Regions from separate parts of the Mus musculus genome. Here regions 1, 2, 3, 5, 6 and 7 are each linked to region 4. Evidence: chromatin contacts called from public HiChIP or PLAC-seq and promoter capture Hi-C data. All regions are on one chromosome and are shown on one strand. Each heading gives the region's core, a stretch centred on a gene start, on an enhancer-like site or on the middle of the called end of the contact. The rest is flanking DNA. Distances are from core to core; before and after follow the strand shown.

Evidence for each region. Promoter capture Hi-C pulls out the DNA fragments that hold promoters and counts their contacts. HiChIP or PLAC-seq counts read pairs in DNA pulled down with a chosen protein or histone mark.
Region 1: an H3K27ac HiChIP or PLAC-seq map of extraembryonic endoderm stem cells shows a contact between it and region 4. The contact joins the enhancer-like site here to the promoter of Klhl24 in region 4. A contact is called at or near these places in 4 of 484 Hi-C or Micro-C datasets (the HL-1 cell line and embryonic stem cells) and 6 of 115 datasets of contacts at active chromatin or transcription factors (embryonic stem cells, extraembryonic endoderm stem cells and trophoblast stem cells).
Region 2: a contact with region 4 is called in a promoter capture Hi-C map of the C10 cell line, with 4 times the contacts expected there. The contact joins the enhancer-like site here to the promoter of Klhl24 in region 4. A contact is called at or near these places in 6 of 39 promoter capture datasets (the C10 cell line, the HPC-7 cell line, HPC-7-derived erythroid cells and 2 more), 1 of 15 datasets of contacts at CTCF or cohesin (large pre-B cells) and 5 of 115 datasets of contacts at active chromatin or transcription factors (bone marrow-derived macrophages, embryonic stem cells and large pre-B cells).
Region 3: a contact with region 4 is called in an H3K4me3 HiChIP or PLAC-seq map of bone marrow-derived macrophages, with 4 times the contacts expected there. The contact joins the promoter of Lamp3 here to the promoter of Klhl24 in region 4. A contact is called at or near these places in 22 of 39 promoter capture datasets (the 3T3-L1 cell line, 3T3-L1-derived adipocytes, the C10 cell line and 14 more) and 4 of 115 datasets of contacts at active chromatin or transcription factors (bone marrow-derived macrophages, embryonic stem cells and extraembryonic endoderm stem cells).
Region 5: an RNA polymerase II HiChIP or PLAC-seq map of embryonic stem cells shows a contact between it and region 4, with 9 read pairs. The contact joins the enhancer-like site here to the promoter of Klhl24 in region 4. A contact is called at or near these places in 1 of 484 Hi-C or Micro-C datasets (embryonic stem cells), 3 of 115 datasets of contacts at active chromatin or transcription factors (embryonic stem cells, extraembryonic endoderm stem cells and pancreatic cancer cells) and 1 of 9 other capture datasets (adipose tissue).
Region 6: a contact with region 4 is called in an H3K27ac HiChIP or PLAC-seq map of cardiomyocytes, with 8 times the contacts expected there. The contact joins the promoter of B3gnt5 here to the promoter of Klhl24 in region 4. A contact is called at or near these places in 21 of 39 promoter capture datasets (3T3-L1-derived adipocytes, the C10 cell line, the HPC-7 cell line and 15 more), 1 of 15 datasets of contacts at CTCF or cohesin (the NIH/3T3 cell line), 10 of 484 Hi-C or Micro-C datasets (B cells, embryonic stem cells and nephron progenitors), 29 of 115 datasets of contacts at active chromatin or transcription factors (the 230-238 cell line, DN3 thymocytes, SST interneurons and 14 more) and 4 of 9 other capture datasets (adipose tissue, embryonic stem cells, liver and 1 more).
Region 7: a contact with region 4 is called in an H3K4me3 HiChIP or PLAC-seq map of bone marrow-derived macrophages, with 4 times the contacts expected there. The contact joins the enhancer-like site here to the promoter of Klhl24 in region 4. A contact is called at or near these places in 9 of 39 promoter capture datasets (3T3-L1-derived adipocytes, the C10 cell line, the HPC-7 cell line and 5 more), 9 of 484 Hi-C or Micro-C datasets (the CH12 cell line, the HPC-7 cell line, LSK cells and 5 more), 8 of 115 datasets of contacts at active chromatin or transcription factors (the 230-238 cell line, DN3 thymocytes, the SCID.adh cell line and 3 more) and 4 of 9 other capture datasets (adipose tissue, liver, macrophages and 1 more).

The regions. Positions count from the first base shown.
Region 1 is chr16:20,476,899-20,480,836 of GRCm38.p6, reverse strand. No RefSeq gene overlaps it. Among named protein-coding and RNA genes, the nearest start is that of Eif2b5, 20 kb to the left of the region's middle. Within about 2 kb of position 2,101, at least 74 of the 459 cell types and tissues checked have an H3K27ac peak or open chromatin away from gene starts, as enhancers often do. A contact at or near this core is called in the HL-1 cell line, embryonic stem cells, extraembryonic endoderm stem cells and 1 more, where this site is marked.
Region 2 is chr16:19,668,945-19,672,754 of GRCm38.p6, reverse strand. The region is part of intron 5 of Lamp3 (lysosomal-associated membrane protein 3); the gene reads left to right. Among named protein-coding and RNA genes, the nearest start is that of Lamp3, 36 kb to the left of the region's middle. Within about 2 kb of position 1,529, at least 10 of the 459 cell types and tissues checked have an H3K27ac peak or open chromatin away from gene starts, as enhancers often do.
Region 3 is chr16:19,704,544-19,708,758 of GRCm38.p6, reverse strand. It overlaps Lamp3 (lysosomal-associated membrane protein 3), which reads left to right and starts at 2,394. Exons shown (of 6, transcript NM_177356.3): 1 at 2,394-2,543. The coding sequence starts at 2,495.
Region 4 is chr16:20,096,032-20,099,777 of GRCm38.p6, reverse strand. Klhl24 (kelch-like 24) reads right to left here and starts at 2,224. Exons shown (of 8, transcript NM_029436.3): 1 at 2,107-2,224.
Region 5 is chr16:20,452,101-20,456,225 of GRCm38.p6, reverse strand. No RefSeq gene overlaps it. Among named protein-coding and RNA genes, the nearest start is that of Gm41432, 3.4 kb to the left of the region's middle. Within about 2 kb of position 2,160, at least 18 of the 459 cell types and tissues checked have an H3K27ac peak or open chromatin away from gene starts, as enhancers often do. A contact at or near this core is called in embryonic stem cells, where this site is marked.
Region 6 is chr16:19,757,926-19,761,525 of GRCm38.p6, reverse strand. B3gnt5 (UDP-GlcNAc:betaGal beta-1,3-N-acetylglucosaminyltransferase 5) reads right to left here and starts at 1,292. Exons shown (of 4, transcript NM_054052.3): 1 at 1,049-1,292; 2 at 699-885.
Region 7 is chr16:19,831,730-19,835,615 of GRCm38.p6, reverse strand. No RefSeq gene overlaps it. Among named protein-coding and RNA genes, the nearest start is that of A930003A15Rik, 51 kb to the left of the region's middle. Within about 2 kb of position 1,280, at least 30 of the 459 cell types and tissues checked have an H3K27ac peak or open chromatin away from gene starts, as enhancers often do. A contact at or near this core is called in the 230-238 cell line, the HPC-7 cell line, acute myeloid leukemia and 5 more, where this site is marked.

The DNA of each region.
Region 1 (3,938 bases), core at 852-3,351, 380 kb before region 4:
TCTTTGATAAGAGTTGCCATGGTCATGGTGTCTCTTCACAACAGTAGAACAGTGGCATTTCTGGTTTGGGTTAGGTAAGAAGAGCAGCCCAAGGTATAGGTACCATGCTATCAAAAGAGAAGAAATGGGGGCATTGCATATGTTGTCACTGGAAGTAACCTTAGGGTCTCTTGGGTCTTTCCATAGAAAAGAATGTCATCAGAGCCCATGTAAAGCAAAGTCAAAGTTTATCAATGGCATCCAGTATAAATATGAATATTAGAAAAAAACAAGCTGCCCCGCCAAGACAAGACATCCCCAAGCATGGACATGGTTTTCCCAGAGCTGAGTCACTTTTAGGTGTTTTAAAGAAAGATTTATTTATGTGTGTAGGTGTTTGGCCTGAGTATGTGTACGCTGTTCAGCACATAACTATAGTGTCTCTACAGGCCAGAAGAGGGCACCAGATTACATAGATCTGGCGTTACAGCTAGTGCACTTTAAACTCGGATCCTGTGTGAAAACTTCAAAGGTTGAGGTTTGGTCTTTTGCTATGTATTGTAATGCTAAATACTGGCTGGCTCTGGTTGCCTCAGGCATGAAAGAATCCTCACACAGCCAAGTGATGCTGTTGTAACCTTGCTTCTTAAATTAAAACTATTGGTTGAATAAAGATGCAGAAGAGAGAGAGGATGGGGGAGGGGAGAGAAGAAGACACCATGGAGTAGGTTTGCCATGAAAACAAGGCAATGACGGCTGGCCAATTGAATTTAAGAGCAGGCCAGGGGCTGGACAGATGGCTCAGTGGTTAAGAGCACTGACTGCTCTTCCAAAGGTCCTGAGTTCAATTCCCAACAACCACATGGTGGTTTGCAACCATCTGTAATGGGATCTATGCCCTCTTCTGCTGTGTCTGAAGACAGCTACAGTGTACTCATATAAATAAAATAAATCTTAAAAAAAAGAAAATGAATTAACAAACAAACAAAAAAAGGAGCAGCCCAGATGGAACATGGTTAGTTATAAATTGTAGGGAAGTAGACACTAATATCTTAGAGGGTGGATATCTGCCCATCTCTAGTGCTTTAAAGGCTTATTATACATAATAAAAGTTGTGTGCTTTTTATCTGGGAACAGAGTGATCAAAGTGGAGTAGAACCCCCCTTTGAGATTAAATATTTACTACAACTCTTAGCTGCCGAGACACAACTGTTAGGTAATTTTACAAGAAGCATGTACAGTGACATTCCATGTTCCCATTTAACAAAGCTTGCTTAAGTGTAGCCGGCATATTCACCCTGAGTGGACTCAGGGAGCAGCTAGTGGCGGCCATAGGCAGGTACAGGGAGGACTGGAACCTTTCAAAGCTTTAATCTTTTATCAGCACTCCTGATTTTAAAAATGACGAGGGTCAATAACTCCACTCCTACTGAAAGTATAACGTAAAAACAAAATTCTAGGCCTTTAGGCCCAGGCTTGGGAATATGACCTCTGTGACTAATGCTCCAAGGTATGCTAATCATAAAACAGATAGCGACATTCATCCACCCACCCGCTTCCTGGGTTCAAAGAGTGTTCATTCAAAGAAAGTCAACCTGACCACTGCTGGAACCCGCTATGCAAATGTGCTATTGTTAGGGGCTCTTAGAAACTGTCTTGAGAGATAACCTGCACAATTACCAGGTATTCCTTGTGACTCTTGTGACTTTGCACTTCCTTGGGACTCTTAACCAACAACGCCCTCCCCACTTCCTTGAGTTGTGGTTTCTTCCTTTAAATACCCCCTTACCCAGCTACTTGGCGCGCCACGGTCCTCTACCCCTGCATGGTGTATGACCGTGGGCCCCCGAGATCACTCTTGAATAAAAATCCTCTTGCAGTTTGCAGCAAGACCATTTCTTATGAGTGATTTGGGGTGTCGCCTCTCCTGAGTCAGAACATGGGGGAGTCCTCACGTTGTGGGTCTTTCACTACCAAATGTCCTGGTAAGCCTGAGTATTGTAGGGTTTCATGGGGACCCAGACTTTTTAAATAAAGCTTCTAAGCATCTCAGCAGGACCAAGGCCACAGGCCTGCACCAGAGTGGGAAAACCAAATTTTAACTCTAAGGAATGTTAGGAATCTCCTGGTGGACCTTGGCCGGAAGTCCAACCCCAGCAGAGGAGCTATTTGTTTTTGATGACAGCTGGATCTGGGAGGATCAGTTTTCTTTAAGGGTGTAACTCCTGGTAGGTTGGCCAATTTCCAGGACTGGCCCCACACCCAACCATTTGAATAATGGAATTTGAACTAAAAAAGCTAAGAGCACAAGTTGGGTAAGGGAGGAAGGTAAAGGCAGAGGCAAGAAAAGTTGAAAGGTATAAATATGATCAAATACACTGTATAAAAATTTCAGGGAAGTCTTAAAATATTTTTAAATTGCTTCCCTCCATTTTTTACATTACTCTGAGGGTGTGCTTTACTCAAGATTGAAAGGCTTGATTGTGTTGTAGAAACTCATGGGTCAGAGAGAAGTGTTTACACGCTAGGTCACAAGTTGTCCTGAGCCTAGGTAGACACAGATAATTACTTTAGGAATCTGAGTGAAGTGTTAAAACTGAAGGTCCCATACAATTCTGGCGCTAAATAAGCACAGACTGGGTAGACATCACTGTTGTCCATCCACAGTGCTAGAAGTTTCCTGCCTCTGACTACTACCAACGGAAAATGAGCCACGCTCCAGGGTAAAGGCTCTGTGCAGGGTCGTCTTTTTTTCTTCTTCTTTTCTTTGCCTGGATTCCATGGGCTAGAGTTTTAGAATGAATAAAAAGGAGAAAGTGCGCTGATATACAGCTGCCGTTGCCACTGTTGCCACTGCCAGGCCTTCTGCTCCGTGATGGATGTACCCTCAGGGTGGGAACAACCCCCCTCTTATGTTACTTTTGTTGGGTATTTAATTACAGCAACATGAAAAGTAGCGATCAGATCACCAAGCACAGTGCCTTCTTTATTTTCTGACCAGACACCCTCATTTTTGCCCCTGAGGTCTTAGGCCTATTTTATCCTCTTTATTTGTCTCCACTGAAGTCACAGTAGGTGACATCCCAGGCAGATCTTAAATAAGACCTTGGAGGTCCAAGAATGCCCCATACTGGTTGTCTGCCGTGTGTGTGTGTGTGTGTGTGTGTGTGTGTGTGTGTGTGTGTGTGTGTGTCTGTCTGTCTGTCTGTCTAGTGTGTGTGTATGTCTGTCCCTGTGTGTGTGTGTGTGTGTGAGTGTGTGGGGCTGTCTGCCTAGTGGGGAAGGGCTGTTTGCCTAGTGTGTGTGTGTGTGGGGGGGCTATCTTCCGTGTATGTGTGAGAGAGAGAGAGAGAGCAAGCTAGAGAGCTGTCTGCCTAGTGGGGAAGGGCTGTTTGCCTAGTGTGTGTGTGTATGGGGGGCTATCTGCCGTGTATGTGTGTGTGTGTGTGTGTGTGTGTGTGTGTGTGAGAGAGAGAGAGAGAGAGAGAAAGCGAGCTAGAGAGCTGTCTGCCTAGTGTGTGTGTGTGTGTGGGGGGGGTGCAATTTCCACCTTGTTAAGCTTCCCCAGGAGGTTTGTGGCCTCCATTTCTAGAGGGTTTTTCTTTGTCCCAGAAAGAGTTATACTTTGGGTAGAAATTTGGTCTGAACAGCACTTAAGTCTCATCTAAGTGTTCAAGTTTAAAGTTATGAACAAGTTGAAAGGGGGAGAGTTGGATCTGCCCTGGATCCATTCCCAGACCTGACGTCAGGAGCTAAACCTCCACACTCTGATAAAGAGATTCCTGAACAGGCCTGTAAGGCAAGCAAATAATGTCAGGTACTTGGAAGGCAAAGACTGGAAGGTGGCAGCTCAGATCCTGTCTGGGCTGAACAAGCCAGAGCTCAGTGCTGGAGTGTTCATTTACATGCTCATGAAAGGACAACATAAGCCTCATGAAAGGACAACAAGAGCCCCATTT
Region 2 (3,810 bases), core at 280-2,779, 430 kb after region 4:
ATATAAGGCATCATTGGACATTGTCTCCGAGCCAGTTTAGTTTACATGCATCTGACTTTTTCTTTGAATTTGAACTACAGCACAGAGCTTGTCTGGAACTTTCCAAGGTGAAACTAGCTTTAGATGAAGGCCAGGGCTAGGTAGGTCACTTTTTAGAAAAGCCTTTGTCTTAGTCACTGTTCTTTTGCTATGAAGAAATACCATAACCATAGCAATTCATAAAAGGGGGCATTCAAGAGTTTCATAGGGTTAGTTTATTATCATTGTAGTAAGGAGCATGTGGCATATAGGGTGTCATGGCTCTGGAACTGAGAGCTTTATATCCATATCCATAGATATTAGAGAGAAAACAGAGAGAACCTGGTCTGGCACAGAGTTTTGAAGGCCAAAGTCTACTCCTAGTGATATTCTTCTTGAAACAAGGCCACATGTACTACAAGGCCACACCTTTTCATCCTCTTAATCCTTCTCAATAGTGCCACTCCCTGATGAGTAAGCATTCAAATAGATGAGCCCACAGGAGCCATTATTATTCAAACCACCACAACCACCTTTTCTATGTTTAGAAAGCAGTGTTATTCAGTCTTCTATGTTTGACCAGAATAGTCATATACATCACCTAAAATATCTTTCTTATAAGAACTCAAAAACATTATAAGTACTTTTCAAACATGTTTAGAGGCTTCATGTGAACTTCTAACATGAATCTTATTTTACTTTGGGTTCCATTATATAACTAAAGATGTGCCTAGGGAAAAAACCTTCCTTTTCATTTATCAAATTAAGAGTTCAGCTGTTGTTTGCTTGGATCCTGTGTTTTTGAAGGGTTTCTTTCTGTCTTAGAGTTTCTGCATTTGCCTTTTGTCTTCATCATAGGGTTAATATTAGTATCACCACAGTTAAGCTGTCAAAAACTGATCTTAGTGTGTCTAACTTCTAGAAAATATTTACTTCTTGCAAAATATCCTCTAACATTAATCATGGGATTTCAGAATGAGGCACACAGTTGACTGTCTAACTGCAAAAAAAAAAAAAAAAAAAATTATGTGAAGAAGGAAAGGGATAGATCTAGCAAACAAGACCTGTCTCATGTCTGGTTACCATTATGAATGCTCACAAGCAAATGCATAAAAGCTCTTTTCTTTGTTTTTCTAAGGAAGGAATAATTAATAGTTAAAGAAACCCTAAGGAAGAGACCAACATTCTTTCATTCTTTTTGCTATTCACCTTCTCATTGAACTCTCACAAACTCCTACCGTTCTATCACCCAAAAGTTTCCCATTTGGTTACTGCCTTAGCTCAAGTCTATATTCCTAGATTTTGTAATTAAAACAAATTTTTTTGTGATGCTCAAGTGGAAAGATATATGCCATTCTTTAAATGCTATATTTTATGAATAACGGTCACTTTAAAAGGAGAAAGCTATTGTGTGAATGAAATTTAAAGAAAAAGGTACAAGGGCCATGGGAACAGTGCTCTTGATGAGGAGGAGATCAAAGAAGGAAAAATTTCTACAGTTTCTCTTTTTACACTCATTAGTTTAAACAGGAAGCTTATGCAATCTTGGCAACAACTGTGGTTTTTGCTTACTTATGAAATGCACTTGCCCTTTTTGGAGGTGTCTTAGTTCTTTCCACATTCCTAAGGGGTTGAGTGAAGCATATGGAAGATTTAAGAGATCCTGCAGGGTCTAGGTTTCTTCTAAGTGACTTATAGGTAATAGCACACATCTGGCTTAGAGAGATGTGGTCCCCTTGTTCCTACGTCAAACACTTATTTTTCTAGACTCCCAGATATGAAGTGTCAAGGACCCTTGTAAAGCTCTACAGAACAGAGTGGAGGTGTTTACTTATGATGCTACCAGCCATCTTGAGGAACAACCAATTGAAGTTTATTTTACAAACCAGATGGGAACTTGTCCTGCAGTATATGTAAAAAAATGCTTCATCTTATTAGAGACATATGCAGGCTCACTGTCTGTTTTAATTTATAATGGGTATACCTGTAATGGCCATAATGTTTAACAAATGCATACTTACAGAATCAGCTTTTTTTGAAGCTAAGGCAGTGGCCTATTGAAATACTGAATATGTTTCTATAGTATGATGGACACATTTCAGTTTATTGAATTCTGTAAAGTGGGACATATCCATTTGACAAATTTCATTTCTTTGGGTACCTTTAGGGTTACTTTCTGTGGGTAATGGAGTTTGATTATAAAATGAGCAAGTAGGACATTGCTTCACAATTTCCTTGGCTTGCTGCAGGATGATAGAGAATTCTTTCTTTAAACCTTTACTGTTAACATTTTTTAAATGGAGTTCCAAAGCCTGTAGCACACATCCTTTCAATTCCATTATTACCTTATGCCAGAGGACCTGGCAGACCTGTATGGGATCTTATGTGTTATATATAGTGGATGACTCCTAATTCTGATCATTAGTTGTAGCTGAGTAAATAGTGGATTCAGTTCAGAATCATCCTGATTTTATGTGTAAAACAACCCTTTCTGCATATTGAGAGTTAGTTACTATATTAAGAGACTCTTGAAAATCTGATAACCATAAGCATTGCATATAATTCAGATTTTTTGAATCCTACTTATAGGGACCCTCAACCACTTTATTTACATCTTTTGAACTGTATCTTCCCTTTTTTAATTTATTAGCATCAGTATAAAATGTTGAGGTTCCAGAAATTGGAGTTCTTTTTATTATAAGAGGGAAAATCCAATTAGTTCCTTTTTACAAATTGAAGTAGCTTGCTTTTAGGGTATTTGTTCTTTTTTTAATCTCCCCTTTCTTCTTTTTTTAAATGGGGTATTTGTTCTTAATCTCTCCTAAGTAATACCGTCTGCTCTTTGCCAATGTTCATCTTGTGCCCATACAAAGGCAATCTCTGCATTAGTAAAAGGTACCACAACTTCAGCTGATTCATCCCAACTAATTGTCAACATCCCTCTTTTCCTTTTAGTATCAATTCAGAAACTTATTCTATGTAGGCTTTTAATTTCTTACTCTGTTTATGTTCTAAAAATATCCATTCTAAGGTGTAATATTCCTCTGCATAAGAATTCCTGTAGGTGAATGAGTAGAAGGAAAGATAACTAAGATGCAGTCCATGTTTGAATACATATAATCTAGATGTTTATCTTGTAATTTCCCTTCTACTAGAGCTAACTCTTTCTCAGCCTTGACTGAGTAGACAAGCCAGTTGTAGGCCATAGCCTTTTAATATCTCTTATTAGCTTCTGAAATTCATTGATTCTTTAATTGGTTTCTTCTGTTTTGTACTTTTTGTGGTCTAACCCTTCATAGACTTATTCTATATTGTAGATAATTAATAGAATCCCCTCTCTGTACTTTTTCAGGGGTGATTGGCCATCCCCAGCAAAGCAAGTTTTTTTTTTTAACATCATCAACTATTTCTTTTAGGATATTCATATATGAAGCAGCCAATAGAATATCATTCATATAATGATTAAATAATGGATTGAGGAAACTGTTATGAATCATCTCCAATAGCTGTTGTACAAAATATTGACAAAAGATGGGGCTATTTAACATTCCTTATGGTAGAACTTTCCAATGATATCTTTTTATTCGACAACTTCTATTAAAGGTAGGTATTGAGAAATCAAAGTTCTCTTTATCATATTTATTTAGAGGAAGTGTGAAAAAGCAATCTTTTAGATCAATAACTATGATAGGCCATTCCTTAGACAACACAGAAGGCAATGGGCTTCCAGGCCACAGAGAACCCATTGGCTTAATAATCTTATTAATTTCTCTGAGACTTTTTAACATCCTC
Region 3 (4,215 bases), core at 1,145-3,644, 390 kb after region 4:
AAAATATCAGATTTTAAAGTAGCTTTCAGGCTTTGTAGCACAATGGCTGTCTACAGAAAGAAAAGCCAAGAATCCAGTAGTTATTCAGTTCATGAGACTGGAGGACTTAGCAGTCCTAATCTGGTACTAGAGTCCTGGGGAACTCCTAGAGAACTACCTGTCTTCAGTCTCCATAAAATTAGCCTGTGAACAGATTTGTAGGGCGTTTTCTCTGTTAATGTGGGAGGGACCAGCATACTGGAAGTGGTGCCACTTCTGGTCAGGTTGTTCTGAGTTGTATGAAAGAGCAACCTGAGAAAGCCATTGGAGCAAGCCAGTAAGTAACATTCTTCTATACTTACTGGAAGTAGTTTCTGCTTCCATGTTCCTGACTTGAGTTTGTGTCAATTTTCATCAGGAGTGAACTGTGACCTGGGAGTTACCAGCTGAAATTAATCCTTTCCTCTTCTAGTTGCGTTGACCACGGTGTTTATTACAGGAATTGAACACAAGTGTGGTAATGTATTCTTCTTAAATGCATAGCTAAAATTTAGTAAGTTAACCCATTGTTATGGGAAATGTATCATTCCTCTCCACCAACAGATTAATTGGTAAAAGACTCCTTTGTCTTGAAATGTGACTATATTTGGAGATGGAGTCTTTGAAAAGTAAAATGAGGCTGTAAGCATAGGCATAAGAATTGGAGAGCAGAACACAGGCATGCACAGTGGATGACCATAGCCTCCAGTCTACTAGACTTAGAAGAAATAAGCCTAGTGATAGACTGATCTCAGACTTTAGACTATCTGAATTTTAGGAAAGTAAATTTCTGGCATCTGAGTTGCCTCATCCATGGTACTTCATTGTAAGAATCTATAAAATGAATATAGTCACAGTCTTGGTCAGAAAAGAAGTCTCAAAAATTTGTAAGATTTAAGTTCTAGAACTGTTTTAACCATAAAGTTAAACTAGAAGTTAATATAAGATATATCAAAATGTCTGTATATTTATAAAGTAACACATATATAGAACTGATTAAAATGGAAAAATATATTTAATCCCAGAACTTCTTTAACTCTGCTGTGGCCTCTTGGCTTTTCATCATTATTCTGTAGTACACACACACACACACACACACACACACACACACACCCTCCAAAATGAGGAAACAATGAACATCACAGTGGCATGCCTTGCACACAGAAAGTACTCTAGAACTACTCCACAACTTTGTGATTGAGAAACTGGCTGGCAAAAGTTTATAGAAATGGTTTCAAGCTATTACATAAAGAGGAGACATAGCAGCTTTATTTATAATAGCCAGAAGCTGAAAAGAACCCAGATGTCCCTCAATAGAGGAATGGATACAGAAAATGTGGTACGTTTATACAATATGGTACTACTCAGCTATTAAAAACAATGAATTTATGAAATTCTTAGACAAATGGATGTATCTGGTGGATATCATCTTGAGTGAGGTAACCCAATCACAAAAGAAAACACATGATATGTACTCACTGATAAGTGGATATTAGCCCAGAAGCTCAGAATCCTTCTTAGAAGGGGGAAAAAACACCCATGGAAGGAGTTACAGAGACAAAGTTTGGAGCAGAGACTGAAGGAACGACCATCCTGAAACTGCTCCACTTGGGGATTCACCCCATAAATAACCACCAAACTCAGACACTATAGCAGATGCCAATAAGAGCCTGCTGACAGGAGCCTGATATAGCTGTCTCCTGAGGGGCTCTGCCAGTGCAGAAGTGGATGCTCACAGCCATTCATTGAACAGAGCACAGGGTCACCAATGAAGGAGCTAGAGAAAGTACCCAGGGAACTGAAGGGGTCTTGAAGCCCCATAGAAGGAACATCAATATGAACTAACCAGTACCCCCCAGAGCTCCTTGGAACTAAATCACCAATCAAAGAAAACACATAGTGAAACTTGTAGCTCTAGCTGTATATATAGCAGAGGATGGCCTAGTTGGTCATCAATGGGAGGAGAGGCCCTTGGTCCTGCGAAGGTTCTATGCCCCAGTATAGGGGAATGCCAGGACTGGGAATGGGAGTGGGTGATTTGGGGAGCAGGGAAAGGGGGGAAGGGATAGGGGATTTTCGGAGGGCAAACTAGGAAAGGGGATAACATTTGAAATGTAAATAAAGAAAACATCTAGTTAAAAAAAAAGTGGAGACCCATCTCATAAGGGAAGGAGATGCCCCAGATTTGCCACCATTCCTGGAAAAATAATTTCTGTTTCCCTTCACCCTAACTAGCCCCCACCCACACTTTCATCTCTTTCAAACACTCCAGGAAGAGGTAAGTGTTTACTTTCTCACTATGAGGTACAGAACAAAGCTTGGCTCTATTAGCTACCTCTCATGATGTGAGATCAGTTTCCCTGCCATAAGTGGATGAGCTTGGTGTTCCTTGGTGTTCTGTGGATCTGCTCTGAAACTGAGTCCATTCCTACAGAAGACTCAAGCACACAACAGTGGTAGAATAATCTTACCTGCCATGCCTGGGCAGATCTCTGCAGTAGCTGTACTCTTCCTGTCCCTGACTGGTAAGTGACACACCCCATTTGCTGTGGTGGCCATTCTTTATCCATTTCTCTTAAATCTAAATGCATGTAGGTGTCCTGGACCAAAGGTGAAGCAGGGAGGGCTATAGGGCTATAGATGCTGTTTCTGCTACTACAGGTATTTAGTGTGAGAACATTTAAAATCTGTTATCTTACATAGGTGGGGCAGACCTATTTTTTTCCATGGGCCTTTATGGTTTGAGTGGAATTTCTGTGAGTTAGAATAGGAATCGATACCAGAAGACATTGCCTATGACACCTATATTAGTACAGATACCATATCAATGTGAGTTTATAAAAATCACGTTGATTTAAGAGAACTAGGCTAGAGCTTAGGAATTGGAGCTGTAGCTGGTTTCATACTCCGTCCTCTGTTTATCTTAAATATGTTGTTTATTTATATAAATAGTGACATGTGAAGATATATCAAAAGTCATCTGATCAGTTCTACCACTTCACAAAGGTGTAAACTGAGGCATCAAAAATGTTATTAAGATAGTGCTATTGCACATCAAGTCAGAGAAGTAGCCTTGGGAGCCAAGCTTTAAATGGCTATTTAAGTACCTAATCTCACTAGAGTATTTTGTGCGAAAGATAATGAGTTCTATCAGGTTCTTGTTCTGTTCTACTAGCAAGTGTATCAAAAAATTTCCAGTTCCTCCTACAACTACTGAATTTAGCTTGTGAGATCACTGACTTAGTCTACACTCCACTGCTTACATGGAGTGGAGGACACTGTGGCCTCAGTTGTTACATGAATCTTAAGGAAGCTGTGCGGTCATGATAGCTGCCTTAATCCAAGTAGTTTTTGTTTGTGCCATGCTTTCAGAATTATAATTTCATGCTCTCCGAAGTACACACACACAAAAAAAAGACTTAATTTGGCAATGTAGTACAATGGTCGTGTTAGCTTAGCTTTGGATCCACTAACTAACACTGTGGGAATAACTTCCCACAACTTAATGTTTTAAGCTAGAAGAAAAAGTAAAAATTGCTGCCTATGCACAGACTCTCATCCCTCTAGAAGTAAAAGTAGGATTAAAGGCTCCTTACTACAAAAAACACAGGCTTAGCTTATTAAACTTTCATTGCTAAGGAAGAAGAGGCAGGACTTTGAATATTTACGTGTGTGTGTGTTTAATACATTAGTAAGCATTTTGTCTTTGTTATTATAATTTCATGTTCTTTCCTAAGTGATACACTAAACACACACAATTGTTTATTGGCTAGTACTTACATATGAGAAATGAACATTTTCTTCTTCTGAGATTAGGTGGCATCACTTTTTCTTCTTTTTTATTATATTTTCATTATTTAAAAGAAGTTTTAAACTTAAACGTATTTTAATTATATTCCTCCCACCTCTCAAGACATTCCAGATCCTTTCCCCCTCCCTACCCAAACAATTTTAAGTCCTTTCTAAAAGAAAAATCCATCAAAACCCAACACAACAACCTCCAATCAAGTAAACAAAGTAAAACCTCAGCCCTCAAGACCCCAAAACAGTGAAAAGTCAGCACCCCCACCAAACTGTAACCAAACATAAATACACTAAAAACTGTGGAATCCATATGTCGGTCAACTACGCCTGAACATGAAGCCTATCCTAAAATGGTTGAAATATTCAGTGTCACTCTATTGGAGAAAACTGACT
Region 4 (3,746 bases), core at 975-3,474:
GAGTATTTATAGCATGAAGAACAGAAATGTTAAAAACATCCAGCTGTCTTGTATCATTGTTGTAGTCACAACAGAAATGAAATCTTTTTTTTTTTGCATAAATGCTTGTGAGGACATTTTATTGACATTTTTCATTACAGAGTCCACACTTACATATTTGATAAAAGAGCTGTCCTAAATTTTCCAGGTAAGAGTAAATAAAGTGCATACAAGAATAAATGCTGCAACATATTTGCTAAGTATTTATTTTCCAAAGTCTTGACCTCTGACTCTTAATGAAATGGCAGGAAAACAAGGAAGTTAAAAAGCACACCGGAAAAGCATTAAGGTTTTGGCAATCTGGACGAAAGCCAGGAAAGTTTAAGATATAACTGATAGCTCTCAGAATATTGTTTTCTTCTTCCTGTTTAAAGACTAAGTCACAAGCTTTGTTTAAAGAAACTCAACTTATCAAATGGTAGGTAGTTCTTATTAAAGTATACTGGGTTGCATTTGTATATGTTAAGATCTGAATAACCTTAGTATACGAGTGACTATGTGTCCTGATCAGACAACTTCTTATTCTAACAGGCATCAGTACTTGGATTTTTAATATTAAGAGGGGCTGGAAGGATGGTTTAGCAGTGCTCTTGCAGAGGACCCAGGTTTGGTTTCCAGCACTCACAAGGCAGCTGACAACTTGAACCATCTAGAACTCCAGTTCCAGGAGATCTGACGCCCTCTTCTGGCCTTCGTTGGCACCGAACACAGGTGGGTGGGTACATGCTGGTCAAACACCCACACAGAATAAATCTTTAAAAAGTATATTAAGGCTGCTTTATTAAGTATATTATACCTGCTTTACTGAAGAAACTCAACTTTTCTGAGATAAAATGACAAAACCTAGCTGCACCATAAGTTTAAGAGATTTGGAAAACCACCTTTAATATCCTCCGTCTGGAAATGACTGGGCTTTCGGTTATCTTAATGTACAGTTTTCCAAACACACCTTCAACTCACTTATCAGAAACTTCTCAATTACCTGGGAGATTAATACACGAAATTGTGTGCCCCAAAAAGGGAAAACTAAGAAAGCTCATTCAAAAATCCAAAACCAAAAAACTTTTAGGTGAATAACCTCAAAATATCTTTTTTTTTAAAGGTAAAAGCCACCGTTTATATTTTTAGTGGCAAGGGATACATATTAAATCCTAATAAAGAAAAACAAAACACCAAACCATTATCAACCATCAACCATCTGGTGGTTGTGCCAGGTGTCAGCTGAGAACACTAACAGAAAAAAAAATTGACATGATTAAAATCCGCTAGAGCTGATATTGAAGCTTCTCAAATGTGGCCTTGTGGGTCATCCTTTACTACCTAAGGCTGGACAGAGCAGGCAAGGGCAACTTCGCAGAGCTGCGCGCTGTCCTACGCCAGGAGCTACGGGTTAGCCCCCACCCCCTGGCCTCTGCAGGGCACGCCCCCTTCCTACCCACCGCCCCGCTGCTCCCCTCCCTCGGCGCCCGCGTCCTCCAGGTCACCTTCAGGCGAGGGCGGGACTGCCTGGCACGGGCCACCCACCTACCACCCCCTGCCAATAAAAATTCGGAACTCGCCGGCCCGGCCCGCCTGCAGCGCCCAATCCCGGCCGCCCGAACGATCTTCGCCTCGGGTGCCCAGGGCTTGGGGGCGGGAACATTGGGAACTAAATTAAGAAGCAGAGGGCCCTGAGAAGGAAGCGGGCAGCCGGGTGGGGGCTCCCCCGGGACGGCCCGAGGCCGCGCTCCCGGTAAACAAAGGCTTCGCGGGGGCGGGTAACGGTCAGGTGACCACGCCCCGCATGTTTCGCAACTGTGCTGCTGGCTGCTATGGCCCCAGCACCCCGATCCTTATCCGTGCTAGGCGACAGCACTCACGGTCACCCCACGGAAACTCCAGGTCCGAGGCCGAAACACTCCGGCCGCTTCCACCCTAAGTGTATTGCTGCCGCGGGGCTCGTCCCTGCCCTGTCCCCACGCCCGAGGCCGCATCGGGCTTCTGGCAGCCAGGGACCTCGCCTCCCTCCCGCCGGTGCCGGGGATCAGCGCCGCGGTCGCATGCCGCTTGGAGCGGCCACCCTGGTACCTCTCGGCGCAGGCTGGAAGCGGCACGAGCGGCGACCCCCGTCCCTGCTGCGCCGGCGTCTCCTCGAGCCACCGCCAGTCTCTGCCACTGCTCACAACAAAGGAAACATGTGACCGTCGAGCCAAAACACTTAGCGTCACCCACCCTTGGCCAATGGGGGGGAGGCATCCGCCTTCCCGGAGCATTCTGGGAGACGTAGTTTTTACTGCCGGTGGGCTCTCAGGCCATCTGGGTTCCGCTAGAGGGCGGAAACCCAACCCCGGGCTGCTAATTCCAAACATTTATTTAAGGTAGAATAAGATTAAAGGAATGCATCTTGATCAAGACAGAAGTGGTATGTTGATTGTTTTCAAAGAGCCCTTTACATCCCAAAGCCAAAGCACAAGACCAGGACTTAGCCAACCTTAGAGCTTGGAATAAGGCTTGTTTTAATTACCATGTTCTAACACACTTGGGAAATCAGAGGGCCTGAGAGGTGGAGTGTACTAGAAGCCTGGTCATAATTGCAGAGGACGCTTTCTTTGTAAATCTGTCAAGGTCGCTATCAGAGCCTCAGTTACTTTTTAAATTTAATTTAATTTTTGTCTTAATCAGATGCAGGAGTTGAACAAAAATTGTAACAAACCTTTATTTTCCGAGGCACATGGAATCTTCTTCAAGATGTTTTGTTTCTAGGAGATTCCTTTTCAAGGATGGCCGTCCTCTGCTCTTGAAAATGTTTGGATAGTTCTGGCTTCTGACAAAAGTTACGTACTTCTTCCTTCTGCACTTCATTAAGACAGCCTTGCCTCCGTTAAAATTAGATGTGTTGCCACAAGGTAGAGAGAGAGGAGCAGAGTTGACAGGCAGGCCATTTGATAAGCTTTTAGGTCTCCTTTTCATGTTCTATTAACTTAAAAAAAGCCTACTGAGTACTTCCTGGGGCGCGGGGGTGGGGGGTGGAGTGGGGGGGACCTTTCTTTGACTTTTCTAAGATTTATGGCTAGGCCTGCAGTAAAACTGCTTGCCACTCTGGCTTGACCAGTTGGTGCTATCAGCTTAGAGAGTCCTTTCTTTGGTTTTCTCTTGTCAAAGCAAGAAGATTTATTTTCATATTCTCTCCTTCCTTCCCTCGTCCTTTTCCCCTCCTCCCCTCTTTTCCTCCTCCTTCCTTCTCTTCCCCTCTCTTCTCCACAAATTGATTTAAACAAGATACATAACTTGAAGGAAAACTATCTAGAATTCTTTTTAAATTGTCTATTATTATTATTATTATTATTATTATTATTATTATTAATTCTTTGTGTGTGTCTGTATTGGCTATCTGAGTGCTGGTAAAGATCAGAGTCATTGGGTCCCCCTGGAGCTGCAGGTGCTGGGAGCTGAAATCCAGATAGAGCAATAAGTGCTCTTAGCCATTAAGTCATTTCTTCAGCTCTATTTATTTAAAAATTTAAAATTTAAATATGTTTTGTCTGCGTCTGTGTACCATGTGCCTGCATGCAATGCCCATGGAGGCCAGAAGAAGGCACCAGATTCCCCAGCACTGGAGTTGGTTTCAGAGAGTGTGAGCTACCATGTAGGGATGCTGGAATTCTAGGCTTCATCCTCTCTCATAAAGCAGTCAGTGTTTTTAACAATGGGGTCATTGCTCCAGATCC
Region 5 (4,125 bases), core at 911-3,410, 360 kb before region 4:
AGGAAGGAAAAGAAAAGAATTAAGATGCTTTGACAGGTGTAGTGGCTATTCCTGGTTGTCAACTTGGCTATATCTGGAATGAACTATAATCCAGAATTGGAAGGCTCACCAGTGATCCTAATCTGGAGGCTGGGAGATAGAAGTTTCTGACCTGGATCTTGGTATGGAGATCTTGAGGCATAGTAGCTCTGAATTCCAGAAGATTAAGACAGGAGTTCAAGGTCATCTGGGATTAAAGGTGTGGTGGCACACACCTTAATCTGGGCTACACCTTCTGCTGGAGACCTACATAAGGGCATTGGAAGAAGGAAGACTCTCTCTCTCCTTTGGCTGCTTGCTGTGTGGGACTGAGCAACTGCTAGATCCTTGGACTTTCATTCACAGCTGCTGCTGACCATTGTTGGGAGTTGGACTTCAGACTGTAAGTCATCAACAAATTCCTTTACTATATAGAGACTACCCTTAAGTTCTGTGACTCTAGAGAACCCTAATACAACAGGCAAATATGTATAGACACATATACATTCAAATATTCATATACCCACACTGTCCGGGCCTGACAGTCTGTCACAAGTATTCACGCATGCTTACATACACATATAACACTATATGTGTCCGGGCCTGCATGCTTACATACATACACATATGGTTACACACAAACATATAAACAAATATATACATTTGAATGGATGAATGAATGGGGCAAACCTCTCTAAGCCAAACCATTCAACCAACCACCAACCACTTTATTTTTTTTCAGTGGTCTTCTTATACTTTTTTTTTTTTTTAGTTTTTCAAGACAGGGTTTCTCTGTATCTCTGTATAGCCCTGGCTGTGCTGGAACTCAGAAGTCCATCTGCCTCTTCCTCCCGAGTGCAGGGATTAAAGGTGTGCGCCACCACGTCCGGCTTTTTTTTTAGATTTATTTTTATATGTATATATATATATACACACACACATATATATATATACATATATAAAATGTATAATACATATATATGTGTATGTATATGTATATACACACATATAAAATGTATTTATTTATATATATATACACACACACATATATACATATATAAAATTTATAATACATATATACACACATATATACATATGTATATACATATACATACATGTATATATGTGTATATACATATATATGTATAATTATAATACATATATACACATATAAAATTTATTTTTATATGTATATATAATAACAACTATATATAATTATATTATATAGTACTATTACATATATATATATTATTATATGTAAGCACACTGTAGCTGTCTTCAGACACTCCAGAAGAGGGCATCAGATCTCCTTATGGATAGTTGTGAACCACCATGTGGTTGCTGGGATTTAAACTCCTTCAGCACGCCTTTAATCCCAGCACTCGGGAGGCAGAGGCAGGTGGATCTCTTGAGTTCTGAGTTCGAGGCCAGCCTGGTCTACAAAGTGAGTTCCAGGACAGCCAGGGCAATACAGAGAAACCCTGTCTTGAAAAAAAACAAAAAAACAAAAAAACAAAACAAAAAAAAAAAAAAAAACTCCTTCAGAAGAGCAATTGGGTGCTCTTACCGGCTGAGCCATCTCACCAGCCCTTCTTAAATCTTCTTAGACAAATATTTCTTTAGATAATTAACTCAGAGATAAAATGTTGTGGGTGGGCCTGGTGCTGTTTGTATGCTAATTCCACTCTCCTGGGAGGGGTTTTGGACAAGGAGTGAGTCACATGTACACAGATGGCTTCTTGTGAACCAATCCCCTAATGAATAAAGGAGCCAATTACTGGGCGAGTAGGAGGGACTTCTGGGTTAGCAGGAGGAAGCAGGAGAAAGTTAGGCCTTTTTGGAATGGGGAAGGCATGAGACTAAGTTGTAGCTGCTAGAGTTTCCCAGAATCATGGCTGATCCACAAGGATTTGCCACTGGAGGAATCAGATTTTAATAAGATTTACAAGATTAGGATTTAGTTGTTGCGCCCAGAGATTGAGTTACCGTCGTTTCTGAACTAAGTTTGTGTTGCGTTTTCCTTCATGTGGTGGCTTGTTTGGGTTCAAAAGAGAAAGGTAGGATGGCAAAGCATGGGTTTGCCTAAGGTACACCACAAAGGCCATGGGGGAGGTGTGGTAGTGACCTGTCAGTGGGTACCTAGCAAGTTGAGTGGAGACCTTTCCGGAGCTCCGGGCCAGAGAGTCTCCATGAGATAAAAACAGGCTGGCCATTGCCTGCCAGTGCCTCTGGGGCAGAGGCACAAGTGTGGGTACGTGCCGGGTTGTTTTTTTTTAATATTTATGGCATCAATAAAATGTTACATAGAATGGGAGTTACAGAAGAACGTTGATATTAAGTTCAATGCTCATTATAAGTTCAAAGCAACTGTTTTTACATGGCCGTGCGTTATCATAGTGCACACTTGTGACCTTTATCCTTAGGTCTAAAAGTTTTTTCCTTGAACACAAAATTGTCCAAAGACTATTTCTCTTTTTAGTGTGATTATGAAAGTTCATTGTATTTCTTATTATGCAGCCTTTACTTACTATTCTGATGAGTGGGCACATTCTATTCTAGATTCTAACTTTATTATATCTTTCTAGCAACTAAGTCCATCTCTAAAAACTTCCTTCCTAAAATTATTTGAATCAAATCAGGAATTCTATAGAATTATTATCTATTTGTCTATATAGCACCACTACAAGATATCTTCATTGTTCTGTAAAGATCTGCTCAAAGGGGTGGGCTAATACTTAGTGATAGTTATATATTTAATAATAATAGGAGAAGCATATTAGTAGCAGGAGTCCTTCCTAAAATGAATTTCTCATGAGCCTTGCCTATCAGAGCAAATCTGTTGTGGATTCTAATCCAAGTTGGACTCATCTCAGGAAAATCACCTGTTAGTTATTAGCTTCTCCTATGATGGCTCTTGACAAACAAACCAGAATAGGGCAAAAACAAACAGAAGAAAAAGAGCCAAAGAAAAAACACAAGAAACACATTTAGACACAAAGACACACATGTTCACACTCACAGAACTCCTATAAAACACAACACTGGAAACCATCATATATATGAAAAAGACATGTAAGGAAGTCTAGACAAAGCATTATGAGACCAGGAACCTCCAAAAATACCAATAAGTTTGTTTTATGTTGGCCATCTGCTGCTGGGACTTCCCTTAAGTGCAGTTTGTGTACCTAATGGGACTCCATTAGAGAAAACTAATTTTTCCTTTGTGAACAGTTAGCTTCTGGGTTAGGAATGAGGTTTGTGTCCATTCTCTCGGCATTGGGGTCTCATCTGTGTCTGACCCATCAGGACCCTATACCACATCCTCTGTGAGTCAGAAGGTATCTTAAGTGTTCAGCCTCATTTTATCTTCTCCTTTCTTATTCATCTCTTCCTTTTTCTCAAATTCTTATCCCTTCTTCATTTAACTATAATATCCCATAGCTCTAATAATTTCTAACATCCGTGGATCCTAAAGTATCCAGACTTCTAGTTACTTTAACCACTTCAATCTTTTTCTTATAAACATTGATAGAGTACTTAGCCCTTATCCTTATCCACCCTATTGTTCTCCCAATCCTAACCTTATTCACTGAGAGCTGAGCACACTCTAACCTAAACAAAAATTCTTTGTTGTTTGTCCTCCAACAATTATTGAAGCTAAATTTACTAACTGGTATGATACTCGAATAGAGATAATACCAAGCACATGGGATGAAACCTTACTCAGAGAATAAATGTGTTTACACCAAGCACCCTAAGCTTTTGGACTGAGGATTCATTCTCTCTCTCTCTCTCTCTCTCTCTCTCTCTCTCTCTCTCTCTCTCTCTCTCATACTTAAAAATTATTTATGTGTATGTGTGTGTATATGCTTACATATTGGTTCATGTTGCAGGCCGACCAGCAGCTCCCGAGGAACGGTACAACTGAGATGGCAGCTCGAGGTGAAAGAGAGGAACTAGACAGACGGAAGAAAGAACGGAGCCAAGTCAAAGTGGACTCTGATCAAAGCTCAATTTTACTATTCCAACACGCAGTTATGAAGGAGGGGAAGGGGGGGCCGATTCCCGCCAAATAATCCTGGAGTCCAGTAGCAGGGTGACCACGTG
Region 6 (3,600 bases), core at 43-2,542, 340 kb after region 4:
TTCTTTTCTTTTTTCTTTTCCAGCTAGCAGCTATTCCAAAGAGCCGGTCAGCTCCCTCACGTGCAAGCTACCCTAGGCGGTCAGCCCGAATTCAATCCAGCATTGATAAATCTCAGGACCCAGACTGAAGATGCGCCAAGGCTGGACCTGGCTTCGCGACACCACAGCCACCTCTCCCCATTGGCATTCCGGGTAAATCCGGTGCTCTGGACCCCGCGGGTCGGATCGTACCTGCGGCACAAAAGCGGCAGCTAGGCCTAGGGTGGTCGCCGCCCAGCGCTCGCGCCCACCAGGCCGCAGTGAACAAAGGCGCTCGCCGAGGGAACTCTCCCTTCTTCGCTGCACCTCCGGACCGGGAAGCCCCGGCTCGCAACGAAGAGCCGTCTGTCTTCCTGACCATTCCACCCTGATGCCCCCGGGCCGCCCGTGTGGACTACCCTCTGCACCCCTTCCCGCCTCCCGGTCGGGTCCGGGCTAGAGGAGGGGAAGCTAGAGGTGGGGCGGGTCCCGGGACTCTCAGCTAGCAGCCTCGGGGAGAACCTCAGAGCCGGCACAAAGCTAGCCCAGCCAGAGACTTAGACTCTGCAGGGGCTTCGAGAGTGCCCGGTCTAAAGCAGACTGCGAAGCCACGCTCCCCGACAGAGGGACCTTGGCTCACAGTAGGATGCAGCGGGCACTTTGGGTGGGCAGTGACTGACCTTTCATCCAGGAGCGGCGTTGGTTAAGACTGGAGACCCATTCATCCAAACCACGTTTCAGTTAGTCATTTCCGAGCTGAAGGTTTTGAGTGGACAGCGGTTCTCCCATCGTCTCGTAGTTTCCTAGCAAACCCTAAGAGCCCGCCGGTCTTCTGTCAGGACACTTAGGACTTGAGCTCCTGGGAGCCTAAGTAACAAAGAAAGGAAACGCACATTTATTTGAAGCGAAGACTGCACGCCTTATGACTGCACAGCAACAGTTCGTTTTAAAAGCAGACCCTTCCCCTGTGTTCAGCCTCCCCATTGATTTACATTCCAACCCAGGGAATTTCAAGCATTGTAAAACTCACCGAGGAACCCAAGTCCTTAAATGTCCCAGAGGTCCGCTGTCCTCCTAGAAGCCCTGGGGGAAAAGTCTCAAGAACAAAAGTTGCAAACTAAATTTCGGTTGTAAGCGAGGAAGCTAGGGCAGGGCTCCAAGAGAGACCCCGCTGGAGCCGGCTAGAGCCGGCTGAGAGGGGCGGGCCTGATTAAGGGTCTTGGCTCACTCAGGCTGGGGCGCAGCCGCAGGAGCCTCCAGCTGCTTATTTGGTCACTCCACTCCAGGCTTCCTCGGGAATGCTCAGCCCCGCCCCTCCCCTACCCCGGTCTGTGAAGGTGACGTGCCCCGCCCTAAAGTGCTATCTGTGAGGACTCCAGGAAGCGATTGCCTCACTTGTTTGCTAATAACTAAACTATAGATTCAGAAGACCAAATGTGCACCTGAGCCCAAAGGAAAGTTCTTGTTCGGCCTGTAACCAGACATTATCAGGATAGTGTAGACATCAGCTGAAGGAGCAAGTAAATAAATCTTTTTTTTTTTTTTTTTTTGTAGCTAATTGCTTGCTTAAAAAAATGCTGTTCTAGACTTTTCCTTATAGAAGCATTCAATAGAGCTCCTATTTTGAGCAGTTTTGTAGTTATACATACTGAAAACAGGACAAGAAAAAAAATCCAAAAATGTCAAGTCCAAATATGGGTTTGTAATTGTAAAAGTCAGTAAGTTCAAAGTAGTTGCTGAATCAGTTTAAAACACACTTGTTATTTCAAACTCTAGTTTTAGGAGATTTTGCAACTGCATTTTAAAAGCCCTTCAGCGTATTTCCAATCCTGAAATTCTTTTCATGTGTTACTCACACAAGGCATGGTTCGCTGTTAACTCACCTGTCCAGAAGACCACAAGCAGAAATACTAATGTAATGGGACTCCTAATGGAGTCTGACAGTGATCTATAAAGAGGAGCATTCATTGTTCCTACAGGGTTAATCACCCCCCAATTATCTTCTTAAATCCTGACTAATCCTTTATATGGTCCTCCCTAAAACACATGTGTATTTTGTATTCACATACATATATTCAAGTGGGACTTTGTTCCTTTTCGGTCATTTGGAACTAGTTACATGTGTCAGTTTATATAGGTAGGCACATGGGAAATATGAACTGATGAGAAAATATACACACACACACACACACACACACACACACACCCCTTTCCAACCTCTATACAAATAGACATGTGGACTAATGATTTTAAAAGTAAACCCATATGGTATCATATGCCTGTAATCTCAGCACTCAGAATGATTTTCATGAGTTCAAAGGCAGCCTTGATCACATAGTGAGTATCAGGTTAGCCTAGGGATACATATAATACTGCTGCTGCTGCTGCTGCTGCTACTACTACTACTACTACTACTACTACTACTACTACTACTACTAAAAATCCAGAGTAGAAAAATTAGTGAGCTGTAGAGTTGGGGTGGGAGGGGTAATGGTTAAAGAACCTGAGGCTAAGAGATGAGGAAGGGCAAAGAGGCCCAGAATGACCTCTCTGGGCCCAGACAGATATATGTATGTATGACAGGCCCATGATGTATGATGTTACACACACACACACACACACACACACACACACACACACGCACACACAGACACAGACACAGACACACACACCAGGGGACAGGCAAAGGAGGTCCTCCCATTCATCTAGAAGGATTCCCTAGACCATCCAGATCCTCATCCACAGTACCATAGAGAAATGTATGATTTCATTGCCAGTGATTGCATGAAGCTTGTGAGATGGTCTGGGAGTAAAATTAGATCATAACAACAGGAGGAAAGAGGTCAGTGTATTCTATCCACAGCAGTTGCTTGTGAGCGTAGCACCCTAGAATACCATGCAAATATCTTTGAATCATACTGTTAGGAATGCGCTTTGCAGAGCACAAGAGAACTGTAGAATATATCTGAAAAATAAAAGTCACATCAACTTATTAAATTTAAAAGTAAGAGGGGCTGACATTTTCATGTTAGAAAGTACAGATAAGATGGGGGATGGGGAATGGCGCACGCAGGGGGAGGAGATACAAATATGAATGAATTAGAGAGTAGAAAGAATGCTAAAACCTGAGTGCAAGAGAACTTTCCACACTGCTGAGCAGAGAAGAGGCCAGTGATGCTGAAATTCTGCCACCATGGTGCCAGACTTGACTTGTTCAGCTAAATTTGCTTTCTGGATTGTCAGCTATGGCCCTATACAGACACTATTATAAATCCAGACATATTCCAGGCTCGGTGTTCTGAAAATGACCAGCATTCATGCAAGACTTACTTGGTGAAATCCTGAACTAGCTTCTTCATAAAGTTTCAGGCAAGCTACTCAACTCTCTTTGGCCCTGCATCTGAGTGAGTAAGGACTCAATTCAGGTTCAGTGATGAGCAGAACATAGTGACCAGAGCCATCAGGATGGGACAGGTGAGTGGTTGCCATCCCTATCCTCATCACAGGCTGTAGAAAGTTCTTGCTCCTTTACAGAAAGGCAGAAGTTGGCTTTAGACTCTTATCCTGCTTCATCATTATCAG
Region 7 (3,886 bases), core at 31-2,530, 260 kb after region 4:
AATACATCGATAAATATAAATACACATTACACACATATAAATATATACATTAAAGGAGTGATTTATTATATTGGTTAATATGATAGGTTCTGGATAACCTAACCATGGTGTGCAGTCTGTTCACAAGGCTTTATGCATCAGTCATTCTAGTTCAATGCTGAAGGCCTGGAGGATTCCTAGAGAGGGCTGGTCTTCAGCTCCTATCAGAAGTCTGAAGAAGCTGGGTTCTGATGTCAGAGGGAGGTATTGCAGCTGCACAATGGCTCCAGCATGGAGTGAATCACTGAGATCCAGCTTCAGCTGGGAAGAGTCTTGAGAAAGGTGAGAATGGGAACTATGCTGCTTCAAGAATGACTTAGAGTCAGCAGTAGATGCAAGCTGTCAGTTCAGGTATGCTCTTTGTTCCCTGAAGATTCTCATCATTTTTCCTTATTCTCCTTCTTGACCAGAGAACCTGAACCTAGTCTTTTATTTTTAAGAATTACATCATTAAGACTTTGATCATTGTTAATAATCTTCAAAAATTCTTAAATTTACATAAATTCTATGAGTCCTGGATCAAGAATCCCATCCCCATTTCCTTAGAGCAGAAACTAACCACAAGGCAAAAGCATATTTCCTTATGGGTTTTTAACAGCTTGTTCTCTATGGGTAGCTTGGCACAGTTCTTGTGGTTTCCTGGTACAACAGACAGCAGCCTTTAATAACCGTTTTCATGTAAGAATAGAAAGGTGACAGAATACTAATGTTGAAATGATTTCATAAAGTTTTGAAATTTATGTAGGCAAAGTGGTTATCTTTCTCTAATTATCATCTTCAATTCTTCAAATAACTAGGAGAACGAAGTACTAACTTTTTTACATCATCTTTTAATTCTCTAATCTTCATTTCCTTATTCTAGTAGTTCCATGGCCTCATATATTCTCCTTCTAATACTATTTATTTCTAAATCATTTACAAGCCTTTCTACTACATGATAAACCCATCTATCATTCACTTATATTTTATATATCCATGCCTTTTTTCCCTTGGGACCACTTTAATTCTCTATCCTTGATGTCCCTAAGTTCACCCTGGCTAATTAATGCAGCAGTCATTGGAGCGGAGGGTAGATGTATCTCCTTATCATTCCAAATCCAAGGCCAAGTCTGGCAATGAACTATTTCTACAAAGGACCATGTAGGCTTTTATGGCCTCTGCAGTTATGTTATCTAAATCCTTTTCCATGGCCCTAAAGGCCCAAGTAGAGGCCTGTTCCTCATCCTCCACAGCCTCATGACCACCTCTGTTCCTCATTCTGGAAACCACATCTGTTTCATTTATTATGGAGTGGTTAGATCTGAGTAATAAGTATATTCCCCAGAAAGAAAGATTGAAAGTAAAACAGAAGAGAGAGCAGGTAAGTTTTAGGCCAACAGCAGTCATTAGCTCAGGTGGGGATTATGGGGACCAAAGGCCTGGCGGTGTTCCAGGGCCTGTGTCACACCTCACTTTACACAGCCACGCTGGACTCAACAGTAAAGGGAGGCAAGAGAAACACAGTACTGCTCTTTCCTCAGAAATCTTTATATGTAAGCCAGAGCAGAAGGTGTTAGCCATGCTGGAGGAGAGCTCGGCCCTCAGTTTTCCTGGGAAACACTCTCCCATCAGCAAGTGTGTATTCTAGTTGACTCCAGGTCAAATCAAGTTGATAACAAAGATAAACCATCACAAACATTCTTAGCCACTGTGCATGTTCTTGTTCCTTATCGTGACCATGTCTATGTTTCTGGGGTCCTCTATTTTGTCAGTCTTTCCCCTAGCTTCTCCTTTTCAGAATAGTATAAGGGGATACTTTGAAAGAATGTATTTCATGATGTCAAAAAACCTAAGAGAAATGGATAAATTTCGAGATTCATGCAAGTCCCCCAAATTAAACCGAGAAGATACTTACAATCTAAATAGACTCATAATAAATAAATGAGGAGACAAAAATAATAATAAAATGCCTTCCAATTAGCAAAGTTCAGCGTCAGATGGATCAGAATTCTACCAGATGTTCAAAGAACATCTCCAGCCAACCCTTTTTAAATTAAAAACAAGCAACAAACAAACAAACAAAACAAAACAAAATCAGAAAGAGAAACAACGGAGTACCCCCAAACTACTTCTATCAAGTTAGTATCACTCTAATAGTCAAACCACATAAAGACTCAACAACAACAGCAACAGCAACAACAACAAGGAATTTGCGTACTTTCTGTTGTTTATCTTGCTGTTGATATTCAATTTTATTGCATGATGGTCAGATGCAGGATGTAATTTCAATTTTCCTATAATTGTTAAGACTTGATTTGTGTACTAATGTGTGGTTTATTTTGGAGACAGTTTCATGATCTTCTTAGTATTTGGGTGAATGGTCTGTAGATATATGTTAGGTTTATTTAACTCCAGAGATTTTCTATTTAGTTTTTGTCTGAATAGTTTGTGTAGTCTTCTGTGTGGGATATTGAAATCACCCACTATCATTCCTGTCTGGGTTAATATGTGATTTTTAGATGCAATAGCATATGCATTTAGGACTGTAATATTATATTTTGAAGTTTTTCTTTCCTGATTTCTTCTGATCAGTTTGTTTTGAAACCTATTTTGCCAGATATTATGATTATTATGCCTGATGGTTTCTTAGTTCTATCTGCAGTCTATCATTGGTTATGAGTAGCTGAGGAAATCTTAATATAAGCTTATAAGTAGTGAATGAAATTGACTATAGGAGTGGAAACTATGTATAAAAAAAGAAGGAAGAGAAGGAGGAAAGCAGAAAGTGGAAGGTGAAGAATATACATTATTTCAACTCTATTGAAAAGCAATGTTTCTTCCCCCTGTTAGGACATTTGCTGATAGTATAATGACCCAAGAAAAATTAAAGCTTTAAAAAATATCATTTTAAACAAAGTTGTGTAGGATTCTCTATTGAATATTCTCATTAAATAGTAAGTAAATATTCTTATTAATAGTGAGTAAAAGCTGAATCAGGAATAAGATAAAAGTGACATTTCAGCTATTTAAATAAAACACTGGAGAAAGATGTCTGCTCAATATTGTGGAGATAGAATTCTCTAAGTACTGTGGTAGAAACCATGTAGTTTCTGTGGTCACTAGAATTATATATCTATATTAATTCATTTATACTAATAGAAAGATTAGAAATAAAAATGATTCTATTGATATTTATTGTAAAATTTTAGGGTAAAATTCAATCAGCCAATCAATGGTATTTGGTTGTAAGATAAATAGAGGAAAGAAGATTTGGTCTTGTTGGTCTTATTTTGAAATCTATGTTAAATTTATAAATTAATTTTGAGAAAATATCATTTGTGCAAAGATACTTCTAAGTTCTTTAGGACTGCTAGATTTGTTTTTGACATAGCTTTGTTCATTTATTGTTTATTTTGAAGCATTTCAATTTTTGTTGTAATTATAAATAGAATCTCACTACCATTGTACCTTAACTAGTAATTTTATGTTTGTGCTTTATTATTATGTTTAGATATTGATGTTGTACACATTTAGCAAATAGCCAACATTTGCTTTATTTTTTAAACTCTGAAACACTGGGACTGCTCAATAGTGGTGATGGGGGATTTTCTTCATGAAAACTTGTAGGATCTAATGATTTTCTTTTTCATCTGAAGCAGTCCTGTTTGAGCTTTATATTTCTAATGAGGTCAGTTTTGGTACATTATATTTTGAAGGAAATTATCTATTTATGTCTAACTTTTTTTTTTGTTCCCTTTTCTTTTCTCCTTTTGTAGAGCCATGGCTTGGCCTCCTCATGATGTTCATCAGCTGTAGCTTATTTATTTATTTTGTAAATTTAAAAATGGGAGTTTGATTTGCTAAGATT